Linked DNA regions of Salmo salar: region 2 is linked to region 1. The links are chromatin contacts, called in public Hi-C maps. All regions are on one chromosome and are shown on one strand. Each heading gives the region's core, a stretch centred on a gene start, on an enhancer-like site or on the middle of the called end of the contact. The rest is flanking DNA. Distances are from core to core; before and after follow the strand shown. Region 1 holds the start of LOC106586650 (glycogen synthase kinase-3 beta). Region 2 overlaps LOC106586650 (glycogen synthase kinase-3 beta).

Region 1 (6,302 bases), core at 3,608-6,107:
AAAATCCTGTGCATTATCATTAACAGAAGACTCGAACATTTCCTCACTGAAAACAATGTGCTGAGCAAATGTCAAATTGGCTTTTTACCAAATTACCGTACGAAAGAACACGTATTCACCCTGCACACCCTAATTGACAAACAAACAAACCAAAACAAAGGCAAAGTCTTCTCATGCTTTGTAGATTACAAAAAAGCTTTCAACTCAATTTGGCATGAGGGTCTGCTATACAATTTGATGGAAAGTGGTGTTGGGGGAAAAACATACGACATTATAAAATCTATGTACACAATTAGGATCTGGCTAAAAATACTTGAATCAGTTATAGAACCCATTGCCCTTTATGGTTGTGAGGTCTGGGGTCCGCTCACCAACCAAGAATTCACAAAATGGGACTGCATGCAGAATTCTGCAAAAATATCCTCTGTGTACAACGTAAAACACCAAATAATGCGTGCAGAGCAGAATTAGGCCGATACCCGCTAATTATCAAAATCCAGAAAAGAGCCGTTAAACCAAACTTTCCATAACAAAGCCATCACCTACAGAGAGACGAACCTGGATAAGTGTCCCCTAAGCAGACTGGTCCTTGGGTTCTGTTCACGAACACAATCAGACCCCACAGAGCCCCAGGACAGCAAAACAATTAGACCCAAACAAATGATGAGAGAGAGAGAGAGAGGCCTGGTGTCTGGCTGTGTGAGAGCCTGGCTATTGCCTGGCAATTATAGTCTGGCAATTGAAACAAGATGCCATCGAAAAACATGGCTGGCTAGAGAAGACAGACTATGTCATAACTGTGGGTCAGGAGAGATAGAAAGTGAAGAACACTTTCTAATCGTATACCACAAACATAGATTACTTAGAGAGTCCTTCCCAAAATTCACAATTTAAATGTCTACACATTTTACAAAACAATCAAACAAAGATAAAATGTGTATATTTTGGGGGGGAAAGGTCTGTTGTGATAGATTTGGCCTCATAATAAGTAACAGCTTGTTACAAGTTAAGGGAGGAAACATAAAATGTACTATTGTATAATTTTATTATAATAATGGCATATAGACAATATAAATACCACCAATATTTTTGTATTTATGGATTAGATTCTGAACGTTGACCATTATTACATTTTTGTATTAGATATTTATTTATTTTATATATAGTACCAGTCAAAAGTTAGGACACACCTACTCATTCAAGGGTTTTTCTTTATTTTTACTGTTTTGTAGAATAATAGTGAAGACATCAAAACTATGAAATAACACATATGGAATCATGTAGTAACCAAAAAAGTGTTAAACAAATCAAAATATATTTTATATTTCAGATTCTTCAAAGTAGCCACCCTTTGTCTTGATGACAGCTTTGCACACTCTTGGCAGTCTTGAAGGAGTTCCCGTATATGCTGAGCACTTGTTGGCTACTTTTCCTTCACTCTGCGGTCCAACTCATCCCAAACCATCTCAATTGGGTTTAGGTCGGGTTATTGTGGAGGCCAAGTCATCTGGTACAGCACTCCATCACTCTCCTTCTGGGTCAAATAGCTCTTACACAGCCTGGAGGTGTGTTGGGTCATTGTCCTGTTGAAAAACAAATGATAGTCCCACTAAGCACAAACTAGATGGGAGGGCGTATCGCTGCAGAATACTGTGGTAGCCATAATGGTGAAGTGTGCCTTGAATTCTAAATAAATTACTGACAGTGTCACCAGCAAAGCACTCCCACACCATCACACCTCCTCCATGCTTCACGTTGGGAACCACCATGCGTAGATCATCTGTTCACCTACTCTGCATCTCACAAAGACATGGCGATTGGAACCAAAAATCGAATGAACTTATCCTCTGCAGCAGAGGTAACTGTGGGTCTTCCTTTCCTGTGGCGGTCCTCATGAGAGCCAGTTTCATCATAGCGCTGATGGTTTTTGCGACTGCACTTGAAGAAACTTTCAAAGTCCTAAAAAATGTCTGTATTGACTGACCTTCGTGTCTTAAAGTAATGATGGACTGTCGTTTAACTTTTCTTATTTGAGCTGTTCTTGCTATAATATGGACTTGGTCTTTTACCAAATAGGTAGCCCACACACAGAGACTTACAGAAATGCAGAAGGTGATAGGCCTAATGGTACTGTATGTAAAGCAAGGCTGGGTTTGAAGTATGTCAACATCTGAACTCTGAGGAGCAGGTGTGTAAATGTCTGATGCATGTGTATGTGCAGGGATGCAACTTTCACTGAGGACCACCACCACATTATGAAATAGCATTTTTGTCGCCCCCAAGTTTTATCATTGGAATGTGATACAAAACGAGGCAACGGTGTGCTTCATTCAGGACCATGCAGATGCCTCCGAGCGGTCGGGTATGCTGTATGGAGTGTTTATCCGGCTGGATTTTAAAAATATATATACAAAAAAAAAAATTATGTTCACCCCTACTTCTAAAACCAAAGTTGCACCACTGTCTATGTGTAATAGGAATAGGCTAAATACAATTACAGGCTATATGTATACTATAGGCTGAGGCATCAGAAGCATAGGCTTTATTATTTTATTTTGACAACAGTTTAAAACACCATTAAAGTTGTCAGGAGCATATATCCTGGCCCAGGAGCACATTGAGGATGGCAATATTGTAGCAACTTCAGTCTGATACATTGTCAATTCAAATCAAATTGGTCACATACAGGTGTTTAGCAGATGTTATTGCAGGTGTAGTGAAATGCTTGTGCTTCTAGTTGTGGCACATAGATGTGTTGACAGTGGAGTCGGCGATCTGGCGATCATTTTTACATTTTGGAACATTCAGTTGAACGGAAACGTTGCTGTACTGAACGATCATTTGAAAAACAGAGAGTTTTTTTTTTTTTATCTTTATTTAACTAGCCAAGTCAGTTAAGAACAAATTCTTATTTTCAATGATGGCCTAGGAACAGTGGGTTAACTGCCTTGTTCAGGGGCAGAATGATAGATTTCTACCTTGTCAGCTCGGATTTGAACTTGCAACCTTTCAGTTACTAGCCCAACGCCACCCTGCCACAACCCCATCCTGGGTTGTGGGTTCAAAATGCACCGCTGCCCTTTAAATATGTCACTCATTGCTTCAAGTCACACCCTGGCACACCCACCCAACAGAACAAACGTATCTCAAAGTCTGTTCAATAACGTTTAAGGAAAACGTGCCATTCAGTACAATCCGATCCGCAACGTAGCAAACGTTCATGCGAACTGAACGCACCCCAAATTCCACAACAACTCAGTTTACACAAACGAGAAACTCGCCCCTTTACCCTGAAAGATCAAATCCCCATCACCTCGCCACCACCGCCCCCCCCCCCAGTCAAATTCTGCATGGGCACACCTTCTTATTGACAGTTGTGTAATAGACCGATCCTGTCACTTGCTGCATCTGGCTGCTAAGAAATTAATACTATCTGAGAAAACTGCTCGCAAAGCAAGCAAAACTACATATAAATAAGTAATATATACAAAATATCCCCATGTAATAATAATATAAGAGTGTGTGCCTAGTCATGACCCTAAACCAGGCGCTCCATTCGACTAGAGATCAGTAATCGGTTGAAATACACGTTGTGATCTAATGGAATGGACACCTAGATGAATCTGCAAATGAGGCAAATCACCACGATGCTTTGTAATGCCACTCGCCACTATGCTGGTTTGGGTGGTTGCCAGCCCTGCCCCTCTCTCCCAGGCGCGGCCCTCTACCTCTGTCTGCTGACCAGCCTAGAGTCGGACGTCACAGCGGTCTCTCCCGCAGAAACCAGGGTGACACTACGCCTGACAATCTCAGCCAGTGACACAGAATGACAAGCCTGCCTGTGCTATCAGACCTGGCGTCGAGTCAACGTGCTGAACAAGGCCAAAACTAGTTTAAATTGGTTTCATTCGCAAGGCAGGTAATTGAGGCAAATTAGTTTGATTATAAAAAATTGTAGACTTACTGCTGACTTTCACAGAGCCAAAAGCCGAGGGCTGCGGCACTGGTTTGCAGCTCTCCGCGAAGGAGGTGGTTCGGGGCCGCCCCGACATGATCCAATCCTCGAATCAAATACTGTATGCTACGTGATTGTAACTTTGGTGGCTTGGTAGATTTCTTTCTAAACCTTTGCATTCAAAGAATGACAGTTCCTTAATCTGAATGTTAGATTATTTACAATATTATTTTTTTATCAACTCCTCTCCACGAGCCTTCACAGTCGTTATTTTGACCTATCAATCTACCCTTTCTCGTCCCCCAATAGTCGTTCAAAGCATCCTTTCTTCCTTTGGTTCCTCGTTTTCCTTCAGTTGATTATAGGCCTTGGAGGCGCGTCTTCGACTAAATAGTCATGAATCTGGCCCTGTGGCCCCCAAATGAACCCACTGCTGGTTTGATTTCCCTAACTTGGTCACAGTTGAGTACAAAATTACAGAAGTGAAACAATCAGATAATGCGTTAATGGGGAATGGTTGCTGTATATTCCTATAGATCCAGGACCATGCAGATCCTCTTCATATTCCGATGGAGACTCAACGATCCGTCCGCCATGCCGGCTCCCTTGCTCTTCTACCCTACCGACGATTCAAACGAAAAATCTGCCAGTTGCTCAATTTTTACATTAACGATTTCCACGACCCTGCAAACTCGTCCCAACTCCACACACCGCGACGTCCAAATCCGGTTATTCCAGTTGGCTATCGGGTCTTGTGCACTTCGTTCCTCTGGAAAGAACAGTTCCAGTCAGACCCGACGATTCTGGTATTATATTTTATTCCTTCCCCATCGGTTTCGGGCTCGCTGTCTTATTCACTACGAACCTTTGTAACGCTATTTGCGTAAATGGTGAGGCTTGGTTCTATGCGCGTGGAGACGGGGTTACGCCAATAAACCGCTGTTGAGAATCGGAGAAAAGTGCACGCGCAATGGTATAAGGGGGGTTGCCGATTCAACCAATCCGAAGCGTATCCCTTGGCGATGGGCCGAGAGCCCCGTACTGTAGACCAATAAGGACGCTGTTCTTGTAGAACACATGGCATAGTTTGCTTGACACCGCCCCTGGTGTTCGGAAGCTCGTGTCCGTGCGTTATTGTGACTGGGGTAATGGGCGTTAATCGGGGGGGGGGGGGGGTAGTCAGAGAGATTGATAGCAGTCTCAGCCAATCCAACTGAGAGAAATGGTACGTGCACCAATGGCTGAAAAGCTGCAACCGGTAATCTACCCAATAGCATTAGGCGCGCAATTAACGCCACTTTTTACGGGCGACCCGTGACAGTCAAATGAACAGAATCAATGGGCTTGTTTGAGTGGTAAGGCTGAAGCAACCGACTGCAGACGAAAATCGAGGAGTGAAGTTGGGGGAGGTGCATCTGGGACAGCCGAAAGTCGTACATGTATGTTGTTTTCCAACAGCAAGACTCAGTGCAACATAGCAGTGTTGCCATGTTTGTATTTTTTTAATTCTTTGTAATGTCGAAATGATCATGTCTCCAAACACTTTATCACACACTCTCAATTGTAGCCTAAATAGTTCTGAACAAAATATAAACGCAAGATGCAAAAATTTCTAAGATTTTGCTGAGTTAGCATTCATATAAGGAAATCAGTCAGTTGAAATAAAATAGGTCCTAATGACTGGGCAGTGGTGCAGCCATGGGGGGCATAGGCCCACCCACTTGGGAAACAGGCCCAGCCAATCAGAATGAATTTTTGCCCACAAAAGGGCTTTATTACAGACAGAAGGCATTTATTTCAATTAACTGATTTCACTTGATGTCACTTGTTAAATCCAGGCAAAGCTATGATCCCTTATTGATGTCACTTGTTAAATCCACTTAAATCAGTGTAGATGAAAGGGAGGAGACAGGTTAAAAGTAGGATTTTTAAGCCTTGAGGCAATTGAGACATGGGTTGTGTATGTGTGCCAGATGCACCATTTTCTGTCAAGAACTGCAACACTGTTGTGCTTTTCGCACTCAACAGTTTTGCGTGTGTATCAAGAATGGTACACCACCCAACGGACATCCAGCCAACTTGACACAACTGTGGGAAGCATTGGAGTCAACATGGGCCAGCATCCCTGTGCACGCTTTCAACACCCTGTAGGGTCCGTGACCCGACAAATTGAAGCTGTTCTGAGGGCAAAAGGGAGAAGGTGTTCTTAATGTTTTGTAAACTCAGTGAAAATTCCTCCTAATAGTGTACAATCTGTGTCTCTCTTCATAGCATGGGCTATTGTTTGCATTCAAGACCAGGTTGTTTTTATTGCTCTCAGTTTGTCAGAGTAACCACTCATTTTGGT
Region 2 (7,188 bases), core at 2,529-5,028, 45 kb before region 1:
AAGAAGCAATACAACTGGACTTCTTTAGACTAGTTGAGTATCTGGGCATCAGCATTTGTGGGTTCGATTACAGGCTCAAAATGGCCAGAAACAAAGACCTTTCTTCTGAAACGCATCAGTCTATTCGTGTTCTGAGAAATTAAGGCTATTCCATGTGAGAAATTGCCAAGAAACTGAAGATCTCATACAACGCTGTGTACTACTCCCTTCACAGAACAGCGCAAACTGGCTCTAACCAGAATAGAAAGAGGAGTGGGAGGCCACGGTGCACAACTGAGCAAGAGGACAAGTACATTAGAATCTCTAGTTTGAGAAACAGACGCCTCACAAGTCCTCAACTGGCAGCTTCATTAAATCGTACCCGCAAAACACCAGTCTGAACGTCAACAGTGAAGAGGCGACTCCGGGATGCTGACCTTCTAGGCAGAGTTCCTCTGTCCAGTGTCTGTGTTCTTTTGCCCATCTTAATCTTTTATTGGCCAGTCTGAGATATAGTTTTTCTTTGCAACTCTACCTAGAAGGCTAGCATCCCAGAGTCGCCTCTTCACTGTTGATGTTGAGACTGGTGTTTTGCGGGTAAAAGTATGCACTCACACCTGCTTGCTGCCATTCCTGAGCTAACTCTGTACTGGTGGTGCCCCGATCCCGCAGCTGAATCAACTTTAGGAGACGGTCCTGGCGCTTGCTGGACTTTCTTGGGCGCCCTGAAGCCTTCTTCACAACAATTGAACTGCTCTCCTTGAAGTTCTTGATGATCCGATAAATGGTTGATTTAGGTGCAATCTTACTATCAGCAATATCCTTGCCTGTGAAGCCCTTTTTGTGCAAAGCAATGATGATGACATGTGTTTCCTTGCAGGCAACCATGGTTGACAGAGGAAGAACAATGATTCCAAGCACCACCCTCCTTTTGAAGCTTCCAGTCAGTTATTCGAACTCAATCAGCATGACAGAGTGATCTCCAGCCTTGTCCTCGTCAACACTCACACCTGTGTTAACAAGATAATCACTGACATGATGTCAGCTGGTCCTTTTGTGGCAGGGCTGAAATTCAGTGGAAATGATTTTGGGGGATTCAGTTAATTTGCATGGCAAAGAGGGACTTTGCAATTAATTGCAATTCATCTAATCACTCTTCATAACATTCTGGAGTATATGCAAATTGCCATCATACAAACTGAGGCAGCAGACTTTGTGAAAATGTATATTTGTGTCATTCTCAAAACTTTTGGCCACGACTGTATATTATAAACTTTGTGCGTCTGTTAAAACCACGAGGAGGGCTCATTGTCCATAGATTGTCCTCTGTATTTGTCCAGTTCAAGTGTAAAGAGCGCCCTACAGGAGCAGGGTAGGAGACTCTAGACCAGTAATGGGCAACTCCAGTCCTTGGGGCTGGAGTGTTGTCAAATTTTTCCCCATCCCTAGCAAACACAGCTGATTGAACTATTTGCATTTTAAACTGAAGATCAGGATTAGTTGATTATTGGGAGTCAGGTGTGTTAGCTGGGGCTCGGGAAAAAGTATGACAATAATCAGAACCCGAGGACTGGAGTTGTCCATCCCTGATCTAGACAGGCAGCACAGAGACTGGGTGGCTAGAGGATGCAGTACTAGAGAACAAGCACAAGGTGGAGTTTAGGGAGATGACACGAGGACCTGCTCTACAACACTGCTCATTTGCCATTTGACTTGGGCCCTGTTCAAATACTGTGACAATGTCCTCTTTGCTAACTCTGTTTCTTGAGGTTATCACCGACCTGACCTGAGGACTTCGTCATGTGCCCTTGCAGATTAGAAAGAATCTGATGGTTGTAAGCAATATGGTAGAAACCCCAGCTAGCCTACCAGTAAGCTAGTGGGGCTAGACGCAAGCTTACACCTATCCAATCCTTACAAATCTAGGTGGGGCTCATCATGAAGTGTCTAGGTGAAGGGGTTTATTTTGGATATTAGGGGATACAGATATATGGGATGGCAGAGATGAATGTCTGGCAGGCTGGCGAGGCGAGCACAGGGAGATGATGCTAGGGGAGGGGGTGGATTGTAGAGTAGTAAAAGAGTTCCTGTACCTGTTGACTCACCTTAGTCCATGGGTGTGCCTTAATCTGGGGGAATTTGAACTCAGTGTAGTTGGGGTTCATCTCTCGGATCTGCTCCCGTGTAGGGGTCCCCAGAACCTACAGCACAGAGACAGGAGAGGAGAAGAGAGGGGAAGGAAGAGATGGAGAGAGAGAGGGGAGGGAGAGACGGAGAAAGAGAGGGGGAAGAGAGGGGAGGTAGGGAGAGAGGGGGAGGGAGGGAGAGACGGAGAGAGAGGGGGAAGAGAGGAGAGTGCATGAGCAGTGAGGAGAGGGACAATTGAGAGCGAGAGAGAGAGCGAGAGAGCGAGAGAGAGACAGGTGAGAGTGTGCCAACTTTCATTCAATGAAATAGAGAGAATTGGTTGACAGACATCCTAACTGACAGGCTAGTATCAGTACCTTGATGATCTCCACCAGCTGATCAACTCCACTGTCGCCAGGGAAGATTGGTTGCCCTAGCAACAGCTCTGCTAGCACACATCCAGCTGACCACACATCTGTAGAGGGGGCGGAGCATGCAAAGCAGGAAGATGTTGTGATTAGCATACCTGCTTTAGAGGTGTAGTTTGACTTTAAACAGGGTTAGCATTTAGCCTATATATGCTAGGGTGTATATGAATTTCAATTGGGTTTAGCTGTAAGCGGTTAGCTGTTAGCTCACCTATGCTGGAGGTGTAGTCGGTGGCACCAAAGATGAGCTCGGGGGCTCTGTAGTAGCGAGAGCAGATATAGGACACGTTGGGCTCTCCACGTACCAGCTGCTTAGCACTGGAGACACAACATCACCACCACACACTGTCAGTCACATATACTCCTCATCAATCATCATCATCATCATAGTCATCAATATCATAGTCATCTTCATTATCATTAACATCACTGCCATAATCATCATCATCATCATCCTCATCCTAATCCTAATCCTAGCCAATCAAAGCTAATGACAACTGCAAATTCTTTCACAAAGTTCAAACTGACCTGCCGAAGTCACAGAGTTTGAGCACAGCCGTCTCGGGGTCCAGCAGCAGGTTCTGAGGCTTGATGTCCCGATGGCAGATCCCAAACGAGTGGATGTAGGCCAGACTCCTGAACAACTGGTACATATATAACTACAACACACACACACACACACACACACACATTAGAAATGGAAAGCAGAGGATACACATGATGGCAACATAGTGTGCACACACACAGGCACTCACACACACACACACCTTGACATAGACTATGGGCAGAGTCTGTTTGGCTCGGCTGTAGTGTCTGGCAACTCTGTAGACTGTCTCAGGAACATAGTCCAGAACCAGGTTTAGATACACCTCATCCTTCTGTTACAGAGAGAGAGAGAGACAGAGACAGAGAGACAGAGACAGAGAGAGAGAAAGAGAGAGGTTAGGCAACACACATAGACAATGTAACTATTGTTTGACGATCAGTGACACTTCACTCTGGCATGCCCATGTCCATCTCATAGACTGTCTGCATTTCTTTTCTCCCTCCATGTCTCTCTCTCTTGTCTTGTCTTCTCCCTCTCTCTCCATCTCTCTTTCTCTCTCTCTAAAGCATTGGTTGCTGTGGTGACAGCGAGGAAACAGCCTGTTTGTGTGATGATGTCACTGTGTCTGTACTGTGCTCCATTGTGTAGTGTTTCCCCCGAGGGCAGGAAAAGCACGCCTGCGTCACCACCCTCTTGACGTGATGCACTGCCGCAGACAGTGATGTCATTTCCTGCCAAGGGCACCAGGGGGCTGGGTGGAGACAGGAAGTGCTCGTCTGGGCCTCAGTGAGCCCTAAAGGATGTAATTTGTCCCCCTAATGCACCCCACCCCTATACCAAGCCTACCACTCTATTCCTCTTCCTCTTCCTTTTCCTATGATCTGATTAGTGAAGGTCGATGGCCTGCCGTGACGTCACATGCCATCCGTTCTTCATCTTTGAGCTCAGACTTTACCCATAATGCCTCTGGAGATACCCAAAGAAGGTTGCAGTGAAAGGCAGGTCTATGAGTGTACCTTCTTTCCTAACTAAACCTTTGTTTTCTACTCCCTCTGTTCCATTTTCTAGCAGAGCCAGTCAGCAAACTAACCCAAGCAGACAGAGTGTAGCGTGAGAAGCTAGCTGGCTGTTCAGTTGAGCTAGTGTTATCATGGATTCTGAACAGACTGGCAGTCTGAAACAGTTCTGTCCACTAGAATAGACCCGTCTGGACCCTTTTCTCTTTCTCACGCGTAGTCTATAGACACACACACACGCAAACGCGCACACACAAAAGACATGCCATCCAGCCTGGTTTATACAGGTTAAAGGTGATGGTGTTCACACTTCTTCCACATACTTTATTGATAACAGTAGGATTTACAGAGAAAGCGAGACTCCGGGGTCCTCCTGCTGTTAGCGTAGCGCCCAGCAGGCTATATTTAGCCTAACAGCAGTGATGACTCACTTCCTGCCTCACTACAAAGGCACTTCCTCTCAATAACACAGCTAAACCTTGCACCTTTACCAGCTAATACCTTGACTTACTTAACTCACTTAATCCTCTTGGTTCCTGGAGGAACATAGGGCCTGTACTAAAGTCTCCCAACATTGGCGGTAATGCATATTATAAGTATTGTAACGAACACCAGGGTAGGGAAGCAAACCCGGGTCACTGGCGTGAAAGGCAAACACACTACGCATCGCGCCAATAGGGTTAACCCACTTGGTGGGAATTGTAACGTGGCTCCAATTTGTAAGTCGCTCTGGATAAGAGCGTCTGCAAAATGACGTAAATGTAAATGTCATATAGCGAGGATTGCTACAGTATTCAAGTGACCAATCCTGCATGTGAGTGAGAGAAAGGAGAGGGAAAGAGTGTGATAGTCAGAGAGAGAGTGCGAGAGAGAGAGAGAGAGAGAGAGAGAGAGAACTAGCACTCATTTCAGAATGCTTTTATTCACACTAGATTGTACGTCTGAACACAGGGTACATAATCATCTCGGAAGACTAGAGCACTGTTAAAATGCATACGCCTGGTATACTGTCAAAAACATGTAAAGATATTGGCACTGCCAGCCAGCTGCAGACTGGTACCCGTCTGCACAACCTCTCCTCCCCCATTCTCTGTACCTGGGCACTGATCACACACACACCTCTCAGTTCTGCCAACTGTACACGAGACAAGGCTTAGCCAAACCTAGAGGCATGCCGTGATCTCACAGTGCCACTGTGTGATAGAGCTCTTAAACTCGCACTGTGTTTGACGTGTGTTGTGTAAGTGGGTAAAGAGTGGACCGGAACAGTGTTTAATCAGTCCAGACTCCAGACCTTACATAACTCCACATAGCCCTAACTCTATTGCTACTGCTAACCCTATTGCTACTGCTAACACTATTGCTACTGCTAACACTATTGCTACTACTAACACTAATGCTACTGCTAACCCTATTGCTACTGCTAACCCTATTGCTACTGCTAACACTATTGCTACTACTAACACTAATGCTACTGTTAACTCTATTGCTACTGCTAACACTATTGCTACTACTAACACTATTGCTACTGCTAACTCTATTGCTACTGCTAACACTATTGCTACTGCTAACTCAATTGCTACTACTAACACTATTGCTACTGCTAACACTATTACTACAGCTAGTGCTACGCTCCTGGTTGGAGCCATCACTGCTGTTAAAAGCTACCACTACTGTTAACAGCTAACATAGCTCCTAGGCTGCTAAAAGCTAACAACTGTTAACAGCTAACACAGCAACAAGGCTGCTAAAAGCTAACAACCGTTAACAGCTAACACAGCTACTACTAACAGCTAACACAACTGTTAGTCTGCTACTAGTGGCACTACACTCTACACTAGACATGAGCCATCTGACCAGGACCCATCTTCAGACCTGACTGGTATTATACATACACACTCTCTCTCCCTCTCTGCCTGTCTTTTTCCCTCCTACGTGTCAGCAGAGCTATAATCCCCATACCAATCACACTATGCCAGCTATCCACAATTAGAACAGAGAGAGTGAAGGGGGTAGGAGGAAAAGATGCCAGAGAGGAGAGAAAGAGGAGAAGAGTGAGGCTCACGAGAGGCCCTCTTGCACGTGGTGGTTCCTAAAATTAGCAAGTGGCTTTTGGTCAGGCAACCCCTTTACTCAATGCCCTTTGCTCCAGCCTCTCTCCCTCACCCTCACCCATGGGCATCCCAAACCAAGTCCAAACTAGGTTTCCTGAGTGGGAGTATCCATTACTGCAGTGTCATGGACCTGGCACTGTGCATGCTGCACACATGCACTCTGACATATTGGGCACATGAGTGTGGTCTATATTTGTCAGTGCTCCTCCTGCCAGCATGTGAATGACAGATTCTACGAACTGAACCATTCATGTGTTATGAATATTCAGAATACTCAGAGAGGGAACATGACAGACAGACAGACAGACAGACAGACACACTTATTCTAAAATTGAAAAATGTGCTCAAACCACTTTGTAAAGACTGGCGACATCTTGTGGAAGCAATAGGAAGTGCTCACTAAACGATATCTCACGGTGTGAATTTTAGGCGATGACGTGAAGTTGAGTCCACAATTCAGAATTCCACTTCCTGGTTCAATCGGTCTCGGGGTTTTGGCTGCCATTTGAGTTCTGTTATACTCACAGACACCATTCAAATAGTTTTAGAAACTTTTGGGTGTTTTCTATCCATATATAATAAGTATATGCATGTCCTAGCTTCTGAGTTTGATTAGTAGGCCGTTGAAAATGGGAACGAATTTCTTTCAAAATGCGCTTTGGCGCCCCCTATCCTAGGATATCCTCAAGAGGTTAAATAAAGAAAATCCTCAGCTATCTATACAAAATACCCCATAAAACATTATTATAATTTTTTTTGCAAATGTATACAAAATAAAAAACAGAAATACCTTACTTACATAAGTATTCCCGACTATTTGTTATACAACTTGATTGGAGTCCACCTGTGGTAAATTCAACTGATTGAACATGATTGAACATGATTTGGAAAGGCACACACCTGTCTATATAAGGTCCCACAGTTGACAGTGCATGTCAGAGTATAAACCAAGCCATGAGGTTGAATTGTCCGTAGAG

The links. A called contact is a pair of places that touch in the nucleus more often than the background predicts.
Region 2: a Hi-C map of gill shows a contact between it and region 1, with 3 times the contacts expected there. The contact joins the enhancer-like site here to the promoter of LOC106586650 in region 1. A contact is called at or near these places in 2 of 3 Hi-C or Micro-C datasets (gill and muscle).

What each region holds. Positions count from the first base shown.
Region 1 is chrssa25:34,225,014-34,231,315 of Ssal_v3.1, reverse strand. LOC106586650 (glycogen synthase kinase-3 beta) reads right to left here and starts at 4,857. Exons shown (of 11, transcript XM_014174159.2): 1 at 3,965-4,857. The coding sequence starts at 4,052.
Region 2 is chrssa25:34,268,486-34,275,673 of Ssal_v3.1, reverse strand. It overlaps LOC106586650 (glycogen synthase kinase-3 beta), which reads right to left. Exons shown (of 11, transcript XM_014174159.2): 4 at 3,302-3,412; 5 at 3,063-3,193; 6 at 2,746-2,852; 7 at 2,484-2,581; 8 at 2,073-2,180. Among protein-coding and RNA genes, the nearest start is that of LOC106586650, 46 kb to the right of the region's middle. Within about 2 kb of position 3,778, at least 5 of the 13 cell types and tissues checked have an H3K27ac peak or open chromatin away from gene starts, as enhancers often do. A contact at or near this core is called in gill, where this site is marked.